2 separate regions of the Ovis aries genome follow, and region 1 is linked to region 2. Evidence: chromatin contacts called from public Hi-C data. All regions are on one chromosome and are shown on one strand. The core of a region is the stretch at or near the end of the contact, and the rest is flanking DNA. Distances in the headings are between cores, read along the strand shown. Region 1 holds the start of TWSG1 (twisted gastrulation BMP signaling modulator 1). Region 2 has its middle 23 kb from the start of NDUFV2.

Region 1 (6,503 bases), core at 3,258-5,757, 150 kb after region 2:
AATTTACATAGGAAGAGGAACTTTGGGAACATGATAAAGTTACAGATATTGCGATGGGAGAGTGAGAAGGAGATGTGTAGAGGAGCTGAGAAACAGGAAGAGAGAAGCGGGGGATTGAGGGAGAGCGAGCGTGGAAGGGAAGTGTGTTTATTCACCTGAAGCTGTGCTGCTGGCCTTGCAGATGGAGAAAGGGACACAAGACAGGGAATGCAGGTAGCTTCTAGAAGCTAGGTCACGGAGTCTCTCCAAGAGCCTCCAGAAGGAGTACAGCTCTTCTGATCTAGCCTGAGTTTAGGACTTCCAGCACCGTAAGAAAATAGATGGATGTTGCTTTAAGGCAGTGTTTGTTATCAGCAATAGGAAACCTCTTCACTGTGGTGGTTTGACAGTCAACTGATGCATCTACATCAGATGGTTGAATGAATCACTTTAGGTGAAGTGGTGACATTTGACCCTGTCATCAACCCTGTGCTGTACCAAGTCGCTTCAGTTATGTCCAGCTCTTTGCAACCACAAGGACTGTAGCCTGTCAGGCTCCTCTGTCCATGGGATTCTCCAAGCAAGAATACTGGAATGGGTTGCCATACCCTTCTCCAGGGCATCTTCCCAACACAGGGATCAAACCTGAGTCTGTTAATGTCTCCTACATTGGTAGTTGGGTTCTTTACCACTAGCACCACCTGGGAAGCCTATCAAACCCTACTAAGAGGCTATTGCATTGGTCATTGGTGAAATAAAATAGCCAGTATAATAACCCTTGCAGCTCTCAATTCCAAAACAGGTCCAGAACCACTTGATTGCCACCTGGAAGCTCAACCGACATTTGATCTTCTAGAGCATATCAAAGAGGATCTTCAAATTAAAAATAACTATCTTTTTCTTACTACCCAAGTAATGCAATCAAAGATATGAGAAAATGCAGACAAGCACAAAGAAAAAAAACAACACAAATTGTTCATAATCTCACCAAGAGACCACCACTCCTTACACCACAGTTCTCTTTCCAGGGCTTTTAAAATAATTGTATGCAGTTTTAAATATTAGTCATTTTAAATACATGCACTGCTGTAAAATGTTGACATGTCATTAATATCTTTCTGGGGCAATGGTATTCATCTGCAGTGCTAGTTCTCCAAGTGTGAGCTGGGGATCCTGGGAATTCCAAGACTTGGAGTCCCCAAGACAGGTAGTTCCTGGGGTCAAAACCATCCTTAGTTTAATTCTAATACCTTATTTGCCTTTACATTCTCCTCTCACATTATATTTTTTTTAGAGAGTACATAATATGTGGAATAATGAATATTTCTGAAATTTCTTGGTTTTAATTTTCAAAGTTTTGAAAGATGTAGCACACATAAGCAAAATAACTTTGGAGCACTCAATAATTTTCAAGAGTATAAAAGAGTCCTGAGAATACAAAGTTTGTAAACCTCTGATCTATAATACTATTTTTTCATAGCTGGTTTAGCCCTTTGCACTGGAGTATCATAATCATTTAACCAGTAAGTAATGCCAAGAATAAGATCCTTAAATTTGTGTACACTTAATTATTGCTTTCAGAAAGTTTTCAGAAGTGGTTTTTGAAATATATACTTATTTACTTACTGTATTAAAATGGACTAATATCAATAATGTAATCCACCCCATTAGCCAGTCCGATAGGGACAGAGTAGGTGATTAAATAGTTAATCCTACTGTGTTTAGTTGCTCAGTTGTGTCTGACTTTTTGTGACCCCATGGACTGTACCCTGCCAGGCTCCTCTGTCCATGGGGATTCTCCAGGCAAGAATACTGGTGTGGGTTGCCATGCCCTCCTCCAGGGGATCTTCCCAACCCATGGATTGAACCCAGATCTCCTACATTGCAGGCACATTCTTTACCATCTGAGCACCAGGGAAGCCCAGTTAATCCCACTCAGTTCAGTTGTTCAGTTGTCTCTGACTGTTTGCAACCCCATGGACTGCAGCACTCCAGGCTTCCCTATCCATCACCAACTCCCAGAGCTTACTCAAACTCATGTTCATTGAGTCAGTGATGCCATCCAACCATCTCATTTTCTGTCATCCCCTTCTCCTCCCACCTTCAATCTTTCCCAGCATCAGGGTCTTTTCCACTCGGTCAATTCTTCAAGTCAGGTGGCCAGAGTATTGGAGTTTCTGCTTCAGCATCAGTCCTTCCAATGAATATTCAGGGTTGATTTCCTTTAGGATGGACTGGTTGGATCTCCTTGCAGTCCAAGGGACTCTCAAGAGTCTTTTCCAACACCACAGTTCAAAAGTATCAATTCTTCAGCACTTAGCTTTCTTTATAGACCAACTCTCACATCCATACATGACTACTGCAAAAACCATAGCTTTGACTAGATGGACCTTTGTTGGCAAAGTAATGTCTCTGCTTTTTAATATGCTAAGTGGGTCATAACTTTTCTTCTCAGGAGCAAGTGTCTTTTAATTTCATGGCTACAGTCACCATCTGCAGTGATTTTGGAGCCCAAGAAAATAAAGTCTGTCACTGTTCCCATTGTTTCCCCATCTATTAGCCATGAAGTGATGGGACCAGACATCATTATCTTGGTTTTCTGAATGTTGTGTTTTAAGCCAACTTTTTCACTCTTCTCTTAAACTTTCATTAAGAGGCTCTTTAGTTCATCGCTTTCTGCCATAAGGGTGGTGTTATCTGCATATCTGAGGTTATTAATATTTCTCCCAGCAATCTTGATTAAAGCTTGTGCTTCATCCAGTCCTGCTTTTCTCATGATGTACTCTGCATATAAGTTAAATAAGCAGGGTAACAATATACAACTTTGATGTACTCCTTTCCCAATTTGGAACCAGTATGTTGTTCTATGTCCAGTACTAACTGTTGCTTCTTGACCCACATACAGATTTCTCAGGAGGCAAGTAAGGTGGTCTGGTTTTCCCATCTGTTGAAGAATTTTCCACAGTTTCTTGTGATCCACACAGTCAAAAGCTTTGGTGTAGTCTATCCCACTGCTGCTGCTGCTAAGTTGCTTCAGTCGTGTCCGACTCTGTGCAACCCCATAGACAGCAGCCCACCAGGTTCCGCCGTCCCTGGGATTCTCCAGGCAAGAACACTGGAGTGGGTTGCCATTTCCTTCTCCAATGCATGAAAGTGAAAGTGAAGTAGCTCAGTTGTATCCGACTCCTAGCGACCCCATGGACTGCAGCCTACCAGGCTCCTCCGTCCATGGGATTTTCCAGGCAAGAGCATTGAAATGGGTTGCCATTGCTATCTCCAGTCTATCCCACTAGGGGATTGTAAATAGAAAAATATGGGAGACCCCTGTAATTTAATGGTTACTCAAGAAAGCAGGTTTGCTTAAACACAAAACCATGCAACAAAAGCGTGGGATGTGACCCCCAAGCAATAAAACACTGGTGGAATGAGCCCCACATCCTGCCCAATGAGCTCAGTAAGTTAATGACCCCTCGGACATGCTCTCTGCACACATAAAAAAGTAATTTGTGGACCTAGCTTGACAAAACTCCCCTGCCGAAACTGAGGGAGGAACTGATGATGGAAGCATGATGTCTACTCAAGAAAGATGAAGAAGTTCTCCCTCTCCCCATTTTTCCTTTGATTATAAAACTATGGCCTAGGGGTGTGACACCCCTTTGCCCACTCTTTTGTAAGCCTTACAAGCGTCCTAGTCTAATAAAACACTTCTTATTCATCACTTTGCCTCTCTGCTGAATGCCTTCTGTGAAGAGAGGTAAAGGATTGTGTACCGGAGCCCTTTGGAGCCCTGGAACGACACCAAACGGTTTCACTCTTCCCTGGCCAACCACCCTCTGGACCAGCACCACGGGGCCCCCTGCGCTCTTCCAGAGCTGAGCACAGGGCCAGGGGCCCTCCAAGGGCGCAGCATCCAGTGCACTGAAGGCTCTGCTGTTGGAGACACTTATTCAGTAGGTGAGGGCAGACCCCAGAAACCTGCTTTTTTAATAAGTCCTCCCTCTGACGTCAACCTTGGGCTCAGGTGTCAGCTGCACTGGGTACCGGCGAGTTGCCTCGATCAGTTGGGCATCCCCATAACCAGGCGGAGACCAGCTCCCTCCCAGGATGGCCGTGAGGACTCGAGGAGCTCGTGGACATCACGTCCCAGCTCCGGGACCAGGGCAAGTCGAGCCTGGAGCAAGAAGAGCCGGATAGCAGGGTCCATGGGAACAAGAAGCTGCCGAGCAGGGGCCGGAGATGTTGACAGGGAAGAGGGAGAAAGGACAGAGCGCGTGGGCCCGGCGGGTGTACCCGGTCGGGGGTGTGGCCTCTGGTGGGCGGAGCGCTAGCGGGGCGGGACCCCAGGAGCGCTGGGCCCGCGGGCGGGGGCGGGGCCTAGTCGGGGGGCGGAGCCGGGCCGCGCACTGACAGGAGCGCGGCGGGGAGTGAGAGACGCCTCCTGGCGGGAGCTGGCGGCTGCCCAGGCGGGAGCCGAGGGGGCGGAGGGAAGCGGGGTGCGGGGGTGAGGCGGAGACTGGCCGGTCTCTGCCTCTTTCGGTGCGGAGGTTTGCGGGCGCCGCGCGGAGGACGGCGTGGAGGCGCGGCCTGCCTGCCTCCCTCCACAGCCCGCAGCGCGCCCGCTCGGCCGACCCGTGGGGAACTTGGGGCCCGGCGAGCTCGCTGCGCACGGTGAGCGGCGGGGGGCGGGCGGGGGCGCTGCTCGGGGTCTGGAGGCCGCGGCTGGGCCGGCGCGGCGGGAGGAGACGGGGCCCGCGCGGCCTGGGCGGCCTGCGGGGGACAAGACGGGCCAGACGCGAGGCGTCGCTCCTCGCGGGCCTCCGGGGCCGCTGTCAGCGCCGCCAGCCGGGCCGCGGCGCTTTGTTCCCGGGGTCCCGGAGGCAGCCGCTCCCAGCTGAGGAGCCGGCTGCTTGCCCCTCGGCGCCTCGTTCACCTGGACGCCCGCTAGGGGCAGCTCGGGGAGGGGCGCGGGGACAGCCGTGAGCTGGGGAAATACCCCCTGTTCAGTGGTTGGGGCTGATCACTAGTTCAGGAAGCTTCCATTTTCCGACGCCTTCTTGGGCCGCCACGAGTACGGGGTCGGCCGCTCCGGGTTCAGTGCAGCGGGCGGTGGGTCCGACGGTCCTGGAGGGGCCCCGCTTTGGCTCCGTCTCCGGGCTTTCTCGTCCAAAACCGAGCCGCCCGGGCACAGAGCCCCGGTTCTCTCTCCACCTTCTGTGGCTTTGCTTTATTGTTCTTCCTCACACTTAGGATAAAGGTTTACAGCGATCTGAAAGGCCCATAAATATACCTTTTATCCGTCTCACCTCACCTATTTATTTCATTGATTCCATTTTGAGTGTGTGTTTTAAACCCTAGAAAGTTTTATTTTCTCCTTTTTGAAGATTTAATGACCGTGTTGGTTGATTTTACCACCGTCAGAATTTGTGCTGGTCTTTTTCTCGTTTTGGACTGTAACATCTTTTTCAGTAATTTTGAAGAATCTGTGGTAGTTAAGGTAAAGAAGTAAAAAGAATATCGTCACATTTTGATAAATCAGAATTCTTCATGCAGTCAATAATTTACTCTTCCCTTTGTTAATCGCTAAAGTATGTCAGGAGCAACTGCCCACTCCTTCCGTTGAGCTGCTTCATTCTAGCTAATTATGTTAAGAGACAAAATGAGGTAGTAATAAGTAATCACTAGAATAGTTTGCATTTTTAAATTTTATTTTAATTGTGGGAATTAAAATATCATTAAATGTTTTTAAAAATTTATAATGCAATATTAATAGTTTTTTGGGTTTTTTGACTGGCTTAAAGTTGAATAGTAGGCCTGAAACTAAAGCTGAATAGTAACGGTGTAATATTGAAACTACTTATTTGCTTTAACTTTCACAGTCACCATTTCTGGATAGTCTGAGGAATTTCAAAATTCTATACATTTGAAGATGGCTAACAAGATGTTACTATATAAAATTGTAACTTTTTTTGAGTGTGTAAGTAATCTTTTGTTGAGAATAATCTTTATAAATGATCACTCAGAAGTCCTAACACAAACAAGGAGTCTTGGTTTACTTATTTGTTTTTTATTTTTGTATTTGCTTTTACCTTAGTACTTGCCTTTGAATTAAAATTTTTTGTTTTTTTGTTTGTTTAGCTTCCTGGGAGTTACTGATTGTCTTTGAAGAATCATGAAGTCACTCTCTGTTGTTATGCTTACTCTCCCCATTCTGGTGTTCCTGACATGGGTCCCTATGTCACTGAGTTGTAACAAAGCACTCTGTGCCAGTGATGTGAGCAAATGCCTCATTCAGGTAGGACTAAGAATACTCTTTTTACTAATATTAAAATTTATTATATAGCAAATACAGAATGCAAATACACAGAGAGTGTCTATGTAATACAGTGTAAGAACCGTAACACTAGTCTGGGGTTTTGCCCCCATACTTCACAAACAAACTCAGACTCAAGGAGTTCAGTACAGGAAATAATACCCAGCTTTGTAAACAGGCCGTTACAAGGTGATGAGCTATCTATTCAGGTGAA
Region 2 (6,678 bases), core at 3,948-6,447:
AGAGATTTTTTAAAATTAATTATTAATGGCAACTCGGTGGAGAGAACACCTTTATGTATTTTTAATGCTTGAAAAGAAGAAAAGATGCAGCTTATAATGCTGCTTATTCTTTCCTACGGGCTGATCAAAGATGATGAAATACCACATTTGCTTCACTAACCAGACATTTTGAAATCCAAACCGAAACTAAAACTCAAAGGGCAATTCATCTTCTTTGTCCCAAACAGTATTCATCAGTTCCTTACCTAACGGGCGAGCAATGTGCCGGAGCCTGGGTGTCATTGTCCACTAGGTGGCGGTACAGAACAAGAGTAGCCCTTATTCTTCCTGACACGTAGGCTGCAAAAGAATTTAGAAACCCAGGGTTGTCCAGTGAGTCACATCAATTCAGCCTGAAAGTTTACTCAGTGCTCCAGGCATGTTTCTGCCTTTTCTTGGAACATCCCTGGATTTCAGCTTCATTCTTGCTGACAGCTTGGCATTTAAAATTAGTAATATCTTAGTTGTTCCCTTGTGGCAATACAGATGCAGCATAATGTCTGTATTTATTAACAATTTGCAAAGTTAGCATGTGCTGTGAAGCTTTAATTCTGCCCCTTCAATGTAACATTTAAGAAATACTGTGGGCACAAAGACAGAAATATAGATCAATGGAACAAAATAGAAAGCCCAGAGATAAACCCATGCTCCTATGGACACCTTATATTTGACAAAGGAGGCAAGAATATACAATGGAGAAAAGACAATCTCTTTAACAAGTGGTGCTGGGAAAACTGGTCAACCACTTGTAAAATAATGAAACTAGAACACTTCCTAACACCATGCACAAAAATAAACTCAAAATGGATGAAAGATCTAAACCTAAGACCAGAAACTATAAAACTCCTAGAGGAGAACATAGGCAAAACACTCTCCAACATAAATCACAGCAGGATCCTCTATGACCCACCTCCCAGAATATTAGAAATAAAAGCAAAAATAAACAATGGGACCTAATTAATATTAAAACCTTCTGCACAACAAAAGAAACCATAAGCAAGGTGAAAAGACAGCCTTCAGAATGGGAGAAAATAATAGCAAATGAAGCAACTGACAACTAATCTCAAAAATATACAAGCAACTCCTGTAGCTCAATTCCAGAAAAATAAACGACCCAATCAAAAAATGGGCCAAAGAACTAAACAGACATTTCTCCAAAGAAGATATACAGATGCTCAACATCACTCATTATCAGAGAAATGCAAATCAAAACCACAATGAGGTACCATTTCACGCCCGTCAGAATGGCTGCTATCCAAAAGTCTACAAGCAGTAAATGCTGGAGACGATGTGGAGAAAAGAGAACCCTCTTACACTGTTGGTGGGAATGCAAACTAGTACAGCCACTATGGAGAACAGTGTGAAGATTCCTTAAAAAAACTGAAAATAGAACTGCCTTATGACCCAGCAGTCCCACTGCTGGGCATATACACCGAGGAAACCAGAATTGAAAGAGACACGTGTACCCCAATGTTCATCGCAGCACTGTTTATAATAGCCAGGACATGGAAGCAACCTAGATGTCCATCAGCAGACGAATGGATAAGAAAGCTGTGGTACATATACACAATGGAGTATTACTCAGCCATTAAAAAAGAACACATTTGAATCAGTTCTAATGAGGTGGATGAAACTGGAGCCTATTATACAGAGTGAAGTAAGCCAGAAAGAAAAATATCAATACAGCATACTAACGCATATATATGGAATTTAGAAAGATGGTAATGATAACTCTGTATACGAGACAGCAAAAGAGACACAGATGTATAGAACGGTCTTTTGGACTCTGTGGGAGAGGGTGAGGGTGGGATGATTTGAGAGAATGGCATTGAAATGTATAATATCATATATGAAATGAATCGCCAGCCCAGGTTCGATGCATGATATAGGATGCTTGGGGTTGGTGCACTGGGATGACCCAAAGGGATGGTATGGGGAGGGAGGTGGGAGGGGAGTTCAGAATAGGGAACACATGTACACCCATGGTGGATTCATGTTGATGTGTGGCAAAACCAATACAATACTGTAAAGTAATTAGCCTCCAATTAAAATAAATAAATTTAAAAAGAAAAAAAAAAGGAATACTGTGGATCCTTGTGCCATTTCCCTTTGCTAACAATATCTATATCTTAGTTGTGCTATATATTATAAAGTTACTAAAATATCTAATGGACATTTTAGTTCTAATTTTTCAGCCAAAAAGAATGATCTCAAATACACATCAGCAAAAAGAACTAATAGCTGATAAGTTAAATGCCTCTTAAACAAAAATGTATGCTTTTGCAATGTGGAAAGTCTTTTGAAATAATCCCATGTATGAGAGAAAAATTCTCATCAAGTGATGCCTGTTATGAGACATATTTATAATTATTTGCAAATCTTGCCTATTTTTACAATATTTTTGATGTAGGTAAAGAAAAGATATTGAATAATTTTCTCTTGCTTCTTACTATATTTGTATATCATTTGAATTTTTATGAATGCATATTACTTTAACAAACAGGAAAATAAAGCTGGTTTGTCATAAAAATAGTATGAGAAAAAAATATAGATTTTTAGTGTGACATAACCTGGAAAGTTATTCGTTACAAGTCAGTTGAATGCTTACACAGTTAAAGTGCTGTGTAGGGTAATGGTGATCATAAATTGCTGACATAGGAAGTAATATTTCTAAATCTGAGTCATTTCTATCATGTTCCTATCTATATTTAAAATCTTCCATAAAGTGGAAAGAATATCAAGTTTTTCATTAGTTTCACCGTAATATAATATTAAGAAAACTGGTATTAACATTGTTCGTTGTTAAACAGCAGAATCAGTATATCTAAAATCTTACTATTATTCAATCTGCAGGTATCCCACTTCTATGTGGTGATCATAGGTTTATGGCATAAGAAGCACTTTCACTTACTTCAGCTCATTTTGTCTCCTAATAGGTGTGCAGCATAGGCAGAGCCCATGAAGGTTCTAAGATACAAAACCATCCATATCAGGTCCTAATCTAGTGGGCTACAGAGCCGGGGGCACTGACCGTGTGATTCTGAGTTCAGGCCCTTTTCTTTTCATTCCTGTGGGCTTGCAGACTGCCCAAAGCGCCCTGTGAGTCCATGAGGAAGAGGAAGTCTTGTTAGCAGGTGTTTATAGTATTGGATGCTCTTTCTCCCTTTCCCTTTTCCTACAAGTGGGGAGTGTGCAGGCTTGAGGGGTGAGGGGAGGGACAGGAATGATTCTGCAAATGCCTGTCATGCTCACACTCGAGGTGGGGTAGCTACACAGGTCTTCACGGTGCCATGTTGATTTGGACTCTGTCCATCACCTTTCAAACTGCCTCTCCCTGAGGCATAGTTGAACATTCACTCAACAGATAAGTGTGTCAATTGACCCCTTCTGGGTGCTGGGGACTTGTGTCAGGGCTGTGTCCCCAGACACAGGGTTGAGCACAGCACACGGGCTCCCTGCCCACAGGGAGTCTGAACTCTAGCAGAAGAAACAGACAAACTATATCACTAATTCTACTGTCGGAGAAAGTAAAGGGAGAAAGTAACAGTGAGACATAGCTTAGATGGCGGAGGGGTATGTCAGGAAGTTCCTCTCAAAATGCCTTATTTAAGCTCAGACCTAAACAATGAGTAGGGGTCTAGCAGGAAGGATGGTTGGGAACGTTCCAAGATACACAGGCCCTGGGGTAGGAAGATGCTTCTCTTGTTGGCAGAACAGAGGCTTATGGGGCCCCAGCTGCTGCTGCTGCTGCTGCTGCTAAGTTGCTTCAGTCATGTCCAACTCTGTGCAACCCCACAGACGGGCAGAGGCCACAAAGGGAGGTCCATGTGCCCCACACTAAGAATGTTGTATTTTATCCCAACCACAGAGATGGGATTCCTTGGTGGTTCAGATGGTAAAGAGTCTGCCTACAATGCAGGAGACTTGGGTTCAATCCTTGGGTCAGGAAGATCCCCTGGAGAAGGAAATGGCAACCTGATCCAGTAGTCTTGGCTGGAAAATCCCATGGATGGAGGAGCCTGGCGGGCTACAGTCCATGGGGTCGCAAAGAGTCAGACACGACTGAACAACTTCACTTTCACTGAGATAAGCCATTGATGAGTTTTAAGCAGAGAAGAGATATAATCAGATGCATGTTTTTTAAAGATGAGTTGGCATTTAAAGCTTTGATTCGATTAGAGTGAAGTGAGTCTCCGTGGGAGACTCCCTGAGAGGCGCCTGCTGGTCCAGGACAGTGGATGGTCACGCACACGAGGCAGCAGGAGGTGTAGGAGAGAGAAACCTGGGCAGCGGTTTCTCTCAGCATGTGAGGTGGTGTGCCCGGAGTTCATACTGGCACTTACAGAGATGGGACTCAGGAAGACAGTCCACTGGAGTGTTTAAGAGTCATCTGGACATGAGTGGTATTACATTAAGTGAAATAAGTCAGAAAAAGATAAATACTGTATGATATCACTTACACATGGAATCTAAAAAACACAAAAAACTAGTGAATATAACAAAAAAGAAGATAGATTCACAGATTTAGAGAACAAACGAGTGGTTACCAGTGAGAAGATGAAAGGGGAAGAGGCAGTATAGGGGTAGAAAATTAAGAGGTACAAACGATTATGTATAAAATAAAGTTACAAGAATATACTGTACAACACAGTTAATATAGCCAATATTTTGTAATAACTATGGATGGAGTATAACTTTTAAAATTGTGAATCACTCTATCATACACCTGTAACATATAATATTGTACAACAACTACACATCCATTTTTTTTAATGAAAACAAAAAAAGAAAAGCAAGCTTTGGGCATAAGAACATTCCACAACTAAATACTCCAACATCTGTATCACTGAGCAGAGTTCGGTGCTTGTTTATGTTCTCTTTTGAGGTTAACTTCGGAAAGAATGAGGAGCTGAAATCTTAAGTGGACCAGAGGATGCCTTTGGATAAACCCCTGCCCTGGGTGCCCATCTTGTCACGTAGGAAGCTGGTCACTGCCGCTGTCTCTCAGAAACCACAGGTGATGTCGGGGAAGAGCCTGGTCTCGGGCTCTGCCAGGAACACAGCGAGTGTAAACTCCTCCCCTCTCCCTGTGCCGGGGGTGCTCTGCCGTCCGTTGTGGAGATTCACCCACATTCTCACCAAGATAGACATTGAACTCTTCCTAAAAGTGCTGTTGTGATCATTTCACAAAACACCCTTTGTGGAGAAGGACAATGGTATCCAGTGAACCAAGCACAACACGGGAAACCGTAATTCCTTCCCCAGAATCCTGTTCTGCTGGCGCTGAGCAAGCTGAAGCCTCGGCACTCTGGTTTGTCACAGAGGAGCAGTGCCCATCTCTGTCTGCAAGTATAGATAGAATTACCTCGCAGGTTTACTATATGCACGCATAGAGTCCTGGGGGAAGGTAACAAGACTCCACCACCGGGCCGTGACCATTCTAACTAAGCTGCCTACTTCCCCAGGTTGCCCCTTAAGCCCCATCCCCACCTTGCTGCGCAGCTGGGGTCTGTGGGTACAGGTGTGCATCAGGGACATTCCGTGTGGAGGTCTGTACCTGCTCAGGTTTGGCACCAGCTCAGGGATGGAGCCATTAAGTCTTACCAATTCAAAATCTATTGTTAACAACCCCTGGAGCGGGTGTGGGCCTAGTGTGTTTGTCTGTCTTCATGCTTTTGTCTTCTTTTGTCACTCTCGGCCTCAGGAAGATGACTTGTTGGAATGAAGCGAGGGTTTCTCAAGTCTCAAGAACCCAGAGACTTAAGTTGACTGCTGGCAACTTCTAAGATTTAATGAAAATTTGCTTGACCTTCTTCCCAAGTCAGTGAGAGTTCTCATGATTGCCCCTGATTCACTTATTAATTCTTGAGATTTTATAGACTTGTGTTCACGTTCACCCTCAGTTACAAAAGCCTGCTCTGGCTGTGCTCACATCTCTTTTGGGGGCCAGTTCCACTGTCTGCATCTTTTCTCCGTTTGGACCAACCCAGACATGAAATTAGCCACTTTCCTTTGCGTTCCCCCAAGACAACCGTCCCAAGAAAGCCCTGGTGAAATCCACCTCTCTTTAATCTGCTTCCTGTCTGCTCTCTTGATTCCCAAATTCCTCTGGATGTTTAGATCCACATTGGTTTAGCTATGACTTCACTTCCTTCCAGCCCACAAGTATATAATCAAGATATTTTGCTAAACAAAGATGGTCGTCAAGAGGGACTTGGAGGACTTCCCTGGCTGTCCAGTCCAGTGGCTGGGTCTCCATGCTTCCAGTGCAGGCAGCCCAGGGTCTGTCCCTGGTTGGGGGACTAAGATCCTGCCTGGTGTAGCCAAAAAATTAAAAAAGAGGAACTCTTGTGCCAATTATCTGTAATATGTGTGTGTATGTGTGTGTGTGGGTGCACATGTGCTTAGCCGCTCAGTTGTGTCCTACTCATTGTAACTTTGTAACCCATAGACTAACTTGCCAGGCTCCTCTGTCCATGGGGATTCTCCAGGCAAGAATACTGGAGTGCATTGCCATGCCCTCCTTTGGGGATCTTCCCCACCCAGGGATCAAACCCAGATCTCCTGCATTGCAGGTGGATTCTTTACCAGCTGAGCTACCAGGGAAGCCATAAATATGCATATATATATATATTCATA

Evidence for each region. Hi-C and Micro-C count contacts between places; a contact is called where the count stands out from the background.
Region 1: a contact with region 2 is called in a Hi-C map of hypothalamus, with 2.7 times the contacts expected there. The contact joins the promoter of TWSG1 here to the enhancer-like site in region 2. A contact is called at or near these places in 5 of 16 Hi-C or Micro-C datasets (blood, hypothalamus, liver and 2 more).

Annotation. Positions count from the first base shown.
Region 1 is chr23:42,055,246-42,061,748 of ARS-UI_Ramb_v3.0, forward strand. TWSG1 (twisted gastrulation BMP signaling modulator 1) reads left to right here and starts at 4,508. Exons shown (of 5, transcript XM_015103656.3): 1 at 4,508-4,647; 2 at 6,115-6,271. The coding sequence starts at 6,149.
Region 2 is chr23:41,902,579-41,909,256 of ARS-UI_Ramb_v3.0, forward strand. No RefSeq gene overlaps it. Among named protein-coding and RNA genes, the nearest start is that of NDUFV2, 23 kb to the right of the region's middle. Within about 2 kb of position 5,198, at least 9 of the 54 cell types and tissues checked have an H3K27ac peak or open chromatin away from gene starts, as enhancers often do. A contact at or near this core is called in hypothalamus, where this site is marked.